3 separate regions of the Mus musculus genome follow, and regions 1 and 2 are each linked to region 3. Evidence: chromatin contacts called from public Hi-C and HiChIP or PLAC-seq data. All regions are on one chromosome and are shown on one strand. The core of a region is the stretch at or near the end of the contact, and the rest is flanking DNA. Distances in the headings are between cores, read along the strand shown.

Region 1 (2,904 bases), core at 174-2,673, 290 kb after region 3:
CTGTAGAGACAATAGCTTTCCAGATTTCACACTAAATGAGATCTTATTAAAGTGACAGGGGAATAAAATGTGCAGCCAAAATTGATTAATTTATTTATTCATTCATCTCGCAAATATTTACTTAGCGTTTCTGTGCCAAGAATAATCTCTGATCCTCACAGGGTATGTGCCAGAGGTGGGGGGGGGGGGGTCCTGTTTCTGGAGGAGCCTCTATTCAGGTTCGCAGAAATACATGTAAAAACCTGTCACTGGCAGCAGGTTTTCAGGCTTGGAGAAGCAAGAAGTTAGGGAGAGAGGCACGGTGCTGGCATGCTGAGGTGTGAGGTGAGTCTGGGGGTGAGGAGAACAAGATGTGAGTCTCACGTGTTTTACAGAAAAGTGTTTCAAGAAGGTGTGACATGGGTCTGGGGAGAAAGGTCAGTTGGTAACATTCCTGCCACAGAAGCCTGAGCTCTAGACTCCGGTACCCCTGTAAACGGTGGTACAGAGCCAGGCACCTCTAATCCCAGTGCAGGAGGCAGAGACAGCGGGAGCCTCAGACCTGGCTGGCTGGCCAGCCTGGCTGAATTGGCGAACTCTAGGCTCAGTAAGCGACGCCATTGATAAAATTTGAAAGAGAGAGAGAGAGAGAGAGTGTGTGTGTGTCTCAGTTCTTAACTTCTCACGCAATACAAAATGAAGACAATCTGCCTATCATTTGTGTTGTATTAGGTAGGTATCAAGTGCAATCTAAAGACAATTCAAAGCCTGTGTGACATAGCTTTTATGCAAATACCACACTGTTTCCCATAAGAGAGTTGAGCACCCATGGGTTTGGAGATTCTGGGGTCCTGGAGATCCTGAAACCAGTCCTGTGAGTTACCTAGTAATGGCAACAGCTGGCCTCTATTGTAACAGGCTCCTTGAGGTTGGTGTATGCCAAGCGCACTCTAGGACACGGGACGACTCCCTGCTGGCTAGGGTACTGTGGCTAAGAGGCCTTTGTGGCTTAGGCTGGCATGGTCAGGGGAGACGGGGAGACAGGACTAACAGCATGTGGTTAGAGCAGTGTTAAAAACTTATGATGTTTCCCCTCTGGGGCCTGGGGGAGGTGCTTCAATAGTACTTTAAACGTGGAACTTCAATATGTGTGCCACTTGCCTGTGCATAAGGTGGCCAGCTTTCAAATTCCCTAGCCCAGATCCTGTGGTTTCAGAAAACACATTTTAAGACACAGAAGTTTCCTGTATTTTTTTACTTTTTTTTTTTTTCCTTAACCTGGCCTGAGTCTCAGTCAGCACAAGAGTGAGCGTGTGGCCCCGAGGCTGGCTTATGTGACACCGAGACAGTGGACACAGTGGAGAGCAGAAATTCTGAGCAAAGTATCCCACTGGCTCTCTGCAGAGATGGTCAGAACTAACGGGTCTATGCTGTCACCTAGTGGGAAGGACTGGCTGCTACACATATTTAAAAATAAATGAGCAGGGCTCAACCCCAGCAGAGATGAACACTGTGGTATTGAGTGAGCATGGTGCTTGTCCTGCCATGTCTTGTCAGCTTTCTTTAAATAATTCCGTATTTGTAATTGTAGTGGCTATATTTTCTGATCTTTAAATCACTGAAGTCCTCTAATTGGAGAATTTAATTTTGTGAACTGAAGTGTCTAAATAAAATCATATTGAATTATGCCCCCGGACACCCAGGCTGTACGGCCAGTGTTCCTAGCTCTAACCCCTATCACATTGTGTCATAGTATACCATTAAAAAAAAAAGACCCGTGCTTTCTTCTTGACTGTATAAAATGACATCCTGAAGAGATGGGGCAGGGGTAGACGTCACCGAGGTCCGCTTCAGTGACTCAGGATGCAGTACCTATCAAATTCTATGGCTTGAGATTTATTTTCATTTCCAGATCAGTAAGAGTTTGCATTTGTCTTCAAATTTGGATTTCAGCTATAGGTTTTTTACCTAAGAAGGCTCATCCTCCTAACCTCAGGCCTCTTTGGGTTTCACACTGGGCTGGGAGTCACCATGGTGGGACACAGAGAGAGCCATATCTCTGGGGCTTGCAAGACTGCATTTAGACCCTGCCCAGCCCACCCTGGCTTTACAAACATGTTAGAATACTTTCTCACCAGCCTTAGCGCCCTGTTTGTGAAATGGACGTTGTAATTGTCCCAGGATGGAATGATAAGGCACACAGTTGAAATTCATGTCTTGTGAGTTAGCTCCAGATATATGGAACTGCACTGTCAGTTGATTTAAACATTTTCTGATGCGCGAGCTATATAATACTTTAATCTTGCATTTATACAGAAACACATTCTAGACTATGTTGGGTTTATAGATGGTTGGTTGATTTGTGTACTTACTTTTCTTTATGATTTTGTATAGTTGAGTGGCTAACCGAGAATCTCATCACACAGACAGTCTGTATCTACCAGTTGATCCTGCTGTGGATTTCCTCCTGTGGAAGTGCTGTGTGAACAGGCAGAGATGTCTAGTACTGTGCAGGCCTTCACTCAGCATATTTATAACCTCCTTTTGATTTTGACGAGTCCCCTGCCCCAGCACTAGAGGGTTTAATGATGGGGGCATTGTGTTTCAGGTCTGTGATGAATTTAGGGTGCTCTATAGAGTGATGTGCATGTGGAGAGAGCGTGGTTAGAAGCAGCCTGGTTTTCTAAGCTTAGCTGAGCGTGGTGCTGAGAACTGAAGGTTTTTCACTCAATAAAAACACTGATGTAGCATGAATTTTTGTTCAAGTATCAATTATGAAAAAGCAAATTTACAAAATGCTGATCTGTCGTATTTGCGATGGGCCCCTCACTCGCCCCCCTCTCTCTGATTTGCAGCTTTACAAAGAAATTGAAATCTGTCCAAAAGTCACCCAGAATATCCACATTGAGAAGTCAGACGCGGCCG
Region 2 (2,811 bases), core at 204-2,703, 270 kb after region 3:
GAGATGTCACTGATGACCCCTCAGCTCTCACGTTGTCCTTTTTGAAAATTTGACTTTAAGTGTGTGAGTGTCGTTTGTGGCGTGTCTGGGCATCGCGCACATTCTTGGTGCCCACAGAGGTTAGAAGAGGGCATCGGAACCGCTAGAGATGAAGTTATAGGCAGTCATGAGCTGTCCCGTGGGTGCTGGGAACAGACCCCGGGTCCTGTCAGAGCAACAAGAGCGTTTAGCTGCTGAGTCATCTCTCCAGCCCCAGGAGCTTACAGTCTGTGTCAGCGTGTTATTCTTGAATGCACCTCACCCCTCTGTGATCTTGCTTGAATGTCATATCAGTAGCTAGAGGATATCTTGCCACTTTGAGTGACAGAGACACGTGTGTGGGCACTAGCTGTGGGTGGGACCCCTTACCCAGTATCTGGGTCTCCACCACTGACAGCTTCCTACCTCCAACCCTTTCTTACCACCCCGTGCTTACCGTGTTTACCAAAGCCTTTAGTTTATTTGCTTTTGACCTTTAACTGACTTTCTTTTTCTTTTCTTTCCTTGGTAAAAGCTCTCTCTTAGCCCACATGAAAGTTCCCTGGTACTGGGAATCCCTCCATTTTCATTCCTTCCATCTTAGGTTAGTGGTCAGAAATTACACACACACACACACACACACACACACACACACACACACTCTCCATGACCCATGACATCTTGGCTAGGAGAGCACCAGTAACTAACAATGTACTTTGTTTCTGATACTGAGTTTATGGTTACAGGTCTTTGTAAACAAGAGCGCATGCACCCTAAGAGACACCCCCCCCCCCGTTGTTTACCCTCTGGGATTATAATTGTGCCTTACGATAAACAGATCTGCAAGGCTCTTGGAGAAGACGGTGGCTAACGTTTGCTCTTACCTTCCCTGACCCTTTTCTCTCCCCCTGTCTCCTCCCCCCCCCCCCCCACGACTGTAGATCTTCGTTTGGGAGCAGAACCTCGAACAGTTCCAGATGGACCTGTTCCGATTCCGCTGTTACCTCGCCAGCCTCCAGGGCGGGGAGCTGCCAAACCCCAAAAGGCTGCTTGCTTTTGCGAGCCGGCCCACGAAGGTGGCCATGGGCCGCCTCGGGATCTTCTCCGTGTCATCTTTTCATGCCCTGGTGAGTAGAAGCAAGTGACTTTTGGGGAATATTCACCTCAAGGCTTACTCCTGAACAGGACCTGACAGAGATTCTGTAGCGTCCCCTGGTTCTGGCTCATACAGATTTCCAAAAAGGCTTCACTTGGCAGGTCATGCAAAAAATTTATTTGAACCTTTGTGGAAATGCGCTTACATAAATCTCTCTGGATAGGGCTGAAACTATTGTGTAAAGGAAACTCACACTCCTACCCCCTGTCCATAGTATAGGGAATTGCAGCTCTCCCACAGATCTTTGTGGAGACTGGAGGTCTCACTCTGTCATAGTTTGATGGCTGCAACTATATGGTGTGTTTGAGGAAGGCCAAGTTTCAGTGAGGAAGTAGCCGAACACTTGCTCTCCTAAAGAAGGAGGCTTTTGTCTGACCCCGAGAGCAAGCAGCAGGTTGTGTGCTGTACTGTGTTGACAATCTGTAATCTTGAACACTTGCTAAATTACAAACAGCTTTGTGTACTTTGGGTCCATTTCTGCCAAAGGGGAAAAACAACCCGTGTACAAGCAACACGTTGTAGCCAATGTAGGGAGACGTCCTCATAATGTAGGGGTACCGCACCCGTGACACATTTGCTGTCGAATTAGATAGATGTTAAATGTTAGGGTCCAGACAGAGCTGCCCTGGGAAGTCTCAGCTGAGTGACAGCTGAGCCCTCCACCGAATTCTGAGCTATAATTCTGCCCAAGGTGTGTTTGCATTCTTTGTAAATAGATTTGTATCATCATTCAGATAGTTAGAAGGAGATTTACATTTTGAAAGCGGTCTTAAACACCAATTTCTAGAGTTTGTTAAAACCGTCATATCTGCTAATTTCATCCCTACTTGCCCATCTCTCTGGCTGTTACAGTTTTGTTTTTGTCTGTAATAGCTGGGTGAGTGAGGACTAAGACCTGAACCCAGTTTTCACCAATGGCACGGGCTAGGTCTGTTATAGTTTTTAATTTAGCCAAATCTTCATTCTGTGTGGGAAGAAAATATGAGATGAAAATTTTCACTTTGCTCCTGTTAGAATATCCTAATCAAAAGTATTTATTTTTATTAACAAGCAAGCTCAGGTGAGGCACCACCTCTCGAACTCCAGTATCCACACCCCTTAAACTTCTGTGCTTTGATTTTTTTTCTTATAAGACATTGGAGCTTATGTCTCTGAAACAGACAAGGAGAAGCCATTGAGCCACTTGTCGTAATTGATTTTTGATCTTCTAAACTCGCCCTCTTAATGTCTATGAAGTGTGCACGCCTCATCTGGTGACAGGTGTGTGAAATCTGCCCCATTGAAGAAGTTGGTAACTCTGACGGGTCTTTTTGCTCAGTTATTTGGACGAATGCTGTTTAATTCCCTAAGTCTGCTTCTCTGTTGCTCTCTTCTGTTTCTTGCTGACTGCCTCGCCAGCGCAAACCTTGGTTTTGGTGTCCATGCATCCTGGCCTTTCTGCAGCAGGGCTTTGACTTGAGACAGAACACGTTAGGTCACTCTGTTGGGTATCTTGTTCTATTTTCTGCCCGGGCTCTTGAAGAACAACACAGGCAGGGAATTTCATTCTGATCCATTGGACACCCCGCCCCCCAATCTCTCCTTGTCATTTGACCCTAAGAGTCCCCTCCTCTCAATGGGAGCGGAATCATTCTTCA
Region 3 (2,868 bases), core at 342-2,841:
GTGTACAAGACATTAATAATTAGGCACAGTTCCCCCTTCTATACACTTCTCAACCTCTGTCACCACCACTGTCAGCAGTCAGCCAGGTGCTCACCTTTAGTCCTAGCCCTTGGGAGGCAGACACAGATAGATCTCTGTGAGCCTGGTCTACACAGTGCGTTTCAAGACAGCCAGGGCTACAAAGAGAAACCCTGTCTTGAAAATCAACTATTCCTGGCTCTGTAGTGAATTTCTTTTCTTTTTTTTCTCCCGCCCCATGTAGTGAATTTCTTATTGTGTCTTGTTTACAGATGAAATGTGGCATGGGTCTGTATTGTTGGAACCGACAGTGTGTGTGTGTGTGTGTGTGTGTGTGTGTGTGGTTGTATCCATGGATCTACAGGTCAGTCTGGTTTGGAACAATCCTTGGGCCTGAGGTCTTGGAGCTAGTTTAAGGAGACTTGCTGTGTACAGTTTGTGAGGGAGGGGCTACAAGGCTGCAGCAGCGGGCCTGAGCCCCCGCCTGACGCCTGGCATGGCGTGGAGCGGAGGGTCTCCTAGGCTAACGACTTTCAGTTGCATTTCCTTAGGAGCCCCAAACGCACTTCTGCCGCAGTGGGGGAAGACAGGATATCCTGTAGAAACAGGCTGCCTTTGTGAAATCTGCCACCCCTGGGGACCACTTCCATCTCCCCTGCCACTCTCCCATCTTCCTTAGAGCTCTGAACCTCGTCAACACAGATCAAGTCTGCCTCCTGCTCCAGATTTCCTGCGTCAGCTCTGCGGAGGTGAGAATAGGCCCAGCAACCTGGCAGGTCGGCCCAGGGAGGTGGAAGGTCGTCAGGATGAGGCCCAGTCTAGGAGTGTTCCCGGTGGAGGTCTGGGGGCTGTGGAGATGGAGTCGGTGAGGAGGAGGGCAGGAGGTGGAGATGTGCTCATCTGAACTGGTGTCTGAGCGGCCATGAGGGAAGGGTGGGTGCTTTGCAGGCTGTTCCTGTCCCCCTACTTACTGGAAGGCTCCAGGGTCTGTGGGGAGGGATCTCAGGCTCAGGCCTGGCCTTGGCAGGTCATTTTTCAAACCTCACAACCTCTTCTCTGTGATATGCCGTATTATTGCCGTATTACCAGCCCTGTGGGTTGTCTTTGCTTGTTTGTTTTGAGTCATTCTTGCTCTGTAGCCTAGGCTGACCTTCTTCTCCTTGAGATTTTCCTGACTCAGCCTCCCAAGTGCTGGAGTTCCCTGATGTGTGCCACCACACTGGCTCAGCTCTGGGCTTTTGTCATCCACCGGCAGCACGGGGGTTGGATGGATTGTGTCCCTGGCTGCCCCCCACCCCAGGCGATGGTTTCCAGTGGGAGTTGTCTCTGGGGACTCCGGGGTTGGCTCCTGTTCCTTTTCAGGCACACAGATCGTGCGCTGTATTGCACAGGCTGCTTTTGAACTTACGACACTCACCTCAGCCTCTCTGGTGCTCGGATCACAGATCCGTGCCGCCGTGGACAGCTTAGCCTAGTTTTTCTTGCGTTTGTATCTGTGTGTCACGTATGCCTACGTGTGCCTTTGTGTTTGCACGTGTATGGGTGGGCTCATGGGTGTTCAGCTCTGCATGAGTTCTCGTGGGGAGACCGGAGATTGGCATTGAGTGTCTGCCTGACCACTTCCCGCTTTATTTATAACCAAGGCTTTGGTTAGTCAGCTAGCCTGCCCGCCTGCCCACCCGCCCGCCCGCCTGCCTGCCCGCCCGCCCGCCTGCCTGCCCACCTGCCCACCTGCCCGACTGCCCGCCCTCCGGCCCTGGGGAAGCCTTTGCTTTGTCTCTTCTATCCTTTGAGCACTGGGATCATAGGCCAGCTGTCACAGGTGGGCTTTTATGTGAGTGCCAGGAACCTGCAAATACTTTATTCACTGAGCCGTCTCCTGAGCCCCAGCATATCATCCCTTAAGCATCCTTCCTCTGGAAGCATGTGTCTGTAGTCCATCTCTCTCTCTCTCTCTCTCTCTCTCTTTTTTTTTGGTTTTTCAAGACAGGGTTTCTCTGTATAGCCCTGGCTGTCCTGGCACTCACTTTGTTGACCAGGCTGGCCTTGAACTCAGAAATCCACCTGCCTCTGCCTCCCGAGTGCTGGGATTAAAGGCATGTGTCACCACCGCCCGGCACTCTCTCTCTTCTTTTTTTAATGGATGGATAACATGCCATTGGTTGGCTACAGTGAGTTTTGTGTATTTTGACGGCCACTGGGGTCACTTTCACCTTTCTGCCATTGTGAGTGGTTGTGGCCATGACAGTAGTGTACCATTTGTTTGGCTTTTTAAAGTTTTCTGATCATCCTAAGAGTGGTGTCGCCAGGCCATATGACAGTTCTGTTTTCCTCTTTGGAGGACGCTTAGGCGAATTTCCAGAAGGGTTGCACTCTCTTGCCTTCCTATCCACAGGGCCTGAGATTTCAGGTTTCTCTCTGTCCTCAATGTCTTCTTCTATGTCCCGTAGCTGCTCCTTGGCTTTGATTTGCATTTCTCTGGGGATAATGCAGAGTGTCCTCTTGGTGCTCTGTGGCTAATTGAGTTTTGTTTTGTTTTTTTTTTTTTTTCCTCCAAAAACATCCACTCAGCTCATTGCTGATTCCTCCACTGGATCTTCCTCATTTAATTGCTGTAAGGATTCCTTATCGTTTATTTGTTCATTTGCTTGCTCTGAGTCCAGGACCCCCTGCGTGCCAGCCGGGAGAGCACCTTCCTTGCACCTGGGCCTGTCTCTGCATGCGTGCATGGTGCCATAGGTCTGACATGATTTCCATATATTTTCTCCATTCTGTGACAGTGATTTAATTTTCTTGATGGTCTTTGCATATTGTCCTTTTTCAAAACTGACAATAAAAAAATGTCTTCTT

The links. A called contact is a pair of places that touch in the nucleus more often than the background predicts. HiChIP or PLAC-seq counts read pairs in DNA pulled down with a chosen protein or histone mark.
Region 1: a contact with region 3 is called in a Hi-C map of bone marrow-derived macrophages, with 35 read pairs. The contact joins two enhancer-like sites. A contact is called at or near these places in 14 of 39 promoter capture datasets (the 3T3-L1 cell line, the C10 cell line, the HPC-7 cell line and 7 more), 2 of 15 datasets of contacts at CTCF or cohesin (CD8 T cells and large pre-B cells), 19 of 484 Hi-C or Micro-C datasets (CD4 T cells, the HL-1 cell line, Th1 cells and 10 more), 40 of 115 datasets of contacts at active chromatin or transcription factors (CD8 T cells, the HPC-7 cell line, the NIH/3T3 cell line and 27 more) and 5 of 9 other capture datasets (adipose tissue, bone marrow-derived macrophages, embryonic stem cells and 2 more).
Region 2: an H3K4me3 HiChIP or PLAC-seq map of bone marrow-derived macrophages shows a contact between it and region 3, with 6 times the contacts expected there. The contact joins two enhancer-like sites. A contact is called at or near these places in 7 of 39 promoter capture datasets (the HPC-7 cell line, cranial neural crest, frontonasal cranial neural crest and 4 more), 5 of 484 Hi-C or Micro-C datasets (the HL-1 cell line, bone marrow-derived macrophages, embryonic fibroblasts and 2 more), 27 of 115 datasets of contacts at active chromatin or transcription factors (the NIH/3T3 cell line, SST interneurons, acute myeloid leukemia and 18 more) and 4 of 9 other capture datasets (adipose tissue, embryonic stem cells, liver and 1 more).

The regions. Positions count from the first base shown.
Region 1 is chr16:89,843,265-89,846,168 of GRCm38.p6, reverse strand. It overlaps Tiam1 (T cell lymphoma invasion and metastasis 1), which reads left to right. Exons shown (of 28, transcript NM_009384.3): 13 at 2,835-2,904. Among named protein-coding and RNA genes, the nearest start is that of Gm52239, 50 kb to the right of the region's middle. Within about 2 kb of position 1,423, at least 17 of the 459 cell types and tissues checked have an H3K27ac peak or open chromatin away from gene starts, as enhancers often do. A contact at or near this core is called in bone marrow-derived macrophages, where this site is marked.
Region 2 is chr16:89,863,568-89,866,378 of GRCm38.p6, reverse strand. Tiam1 (T cell lymphoma invasion and metastasis 1) reads left to right here. Exons shown (of 28, transcript NM_009384.3): 8 at 960-1,145. Among named protein-coding and RNA genes, the nearest start is that of Gm52239, 71 kb to the right of the region's middle. Within about 2 kb of position 1,453, at least 22 of the 459 cell types and tissues checked have an H3K27ac peak or open chromatin away from gene starts, as enhancers often do. A contact at or near this core is called in bone marrow-derived macrophages, where this site is marked.
Region 3 is chr16:90,136,099-90,138,966 of GRCm38.p6, reverse strand. It overlaps a transcript of Tiam1 not described here. Among named protein-coding and RNA genes, the nearest start is that of Gm10789, 4.7 kb to the left of the region's middle. Within about 2 kb of position 1,591, at least 48 of the 459 cell types and tissues checked have an H3K27ac peak or open chromatin away from gene starts, as enhancers often do. A contact at or near this core is called in bone marrow-derived macrophages, where this site is marked.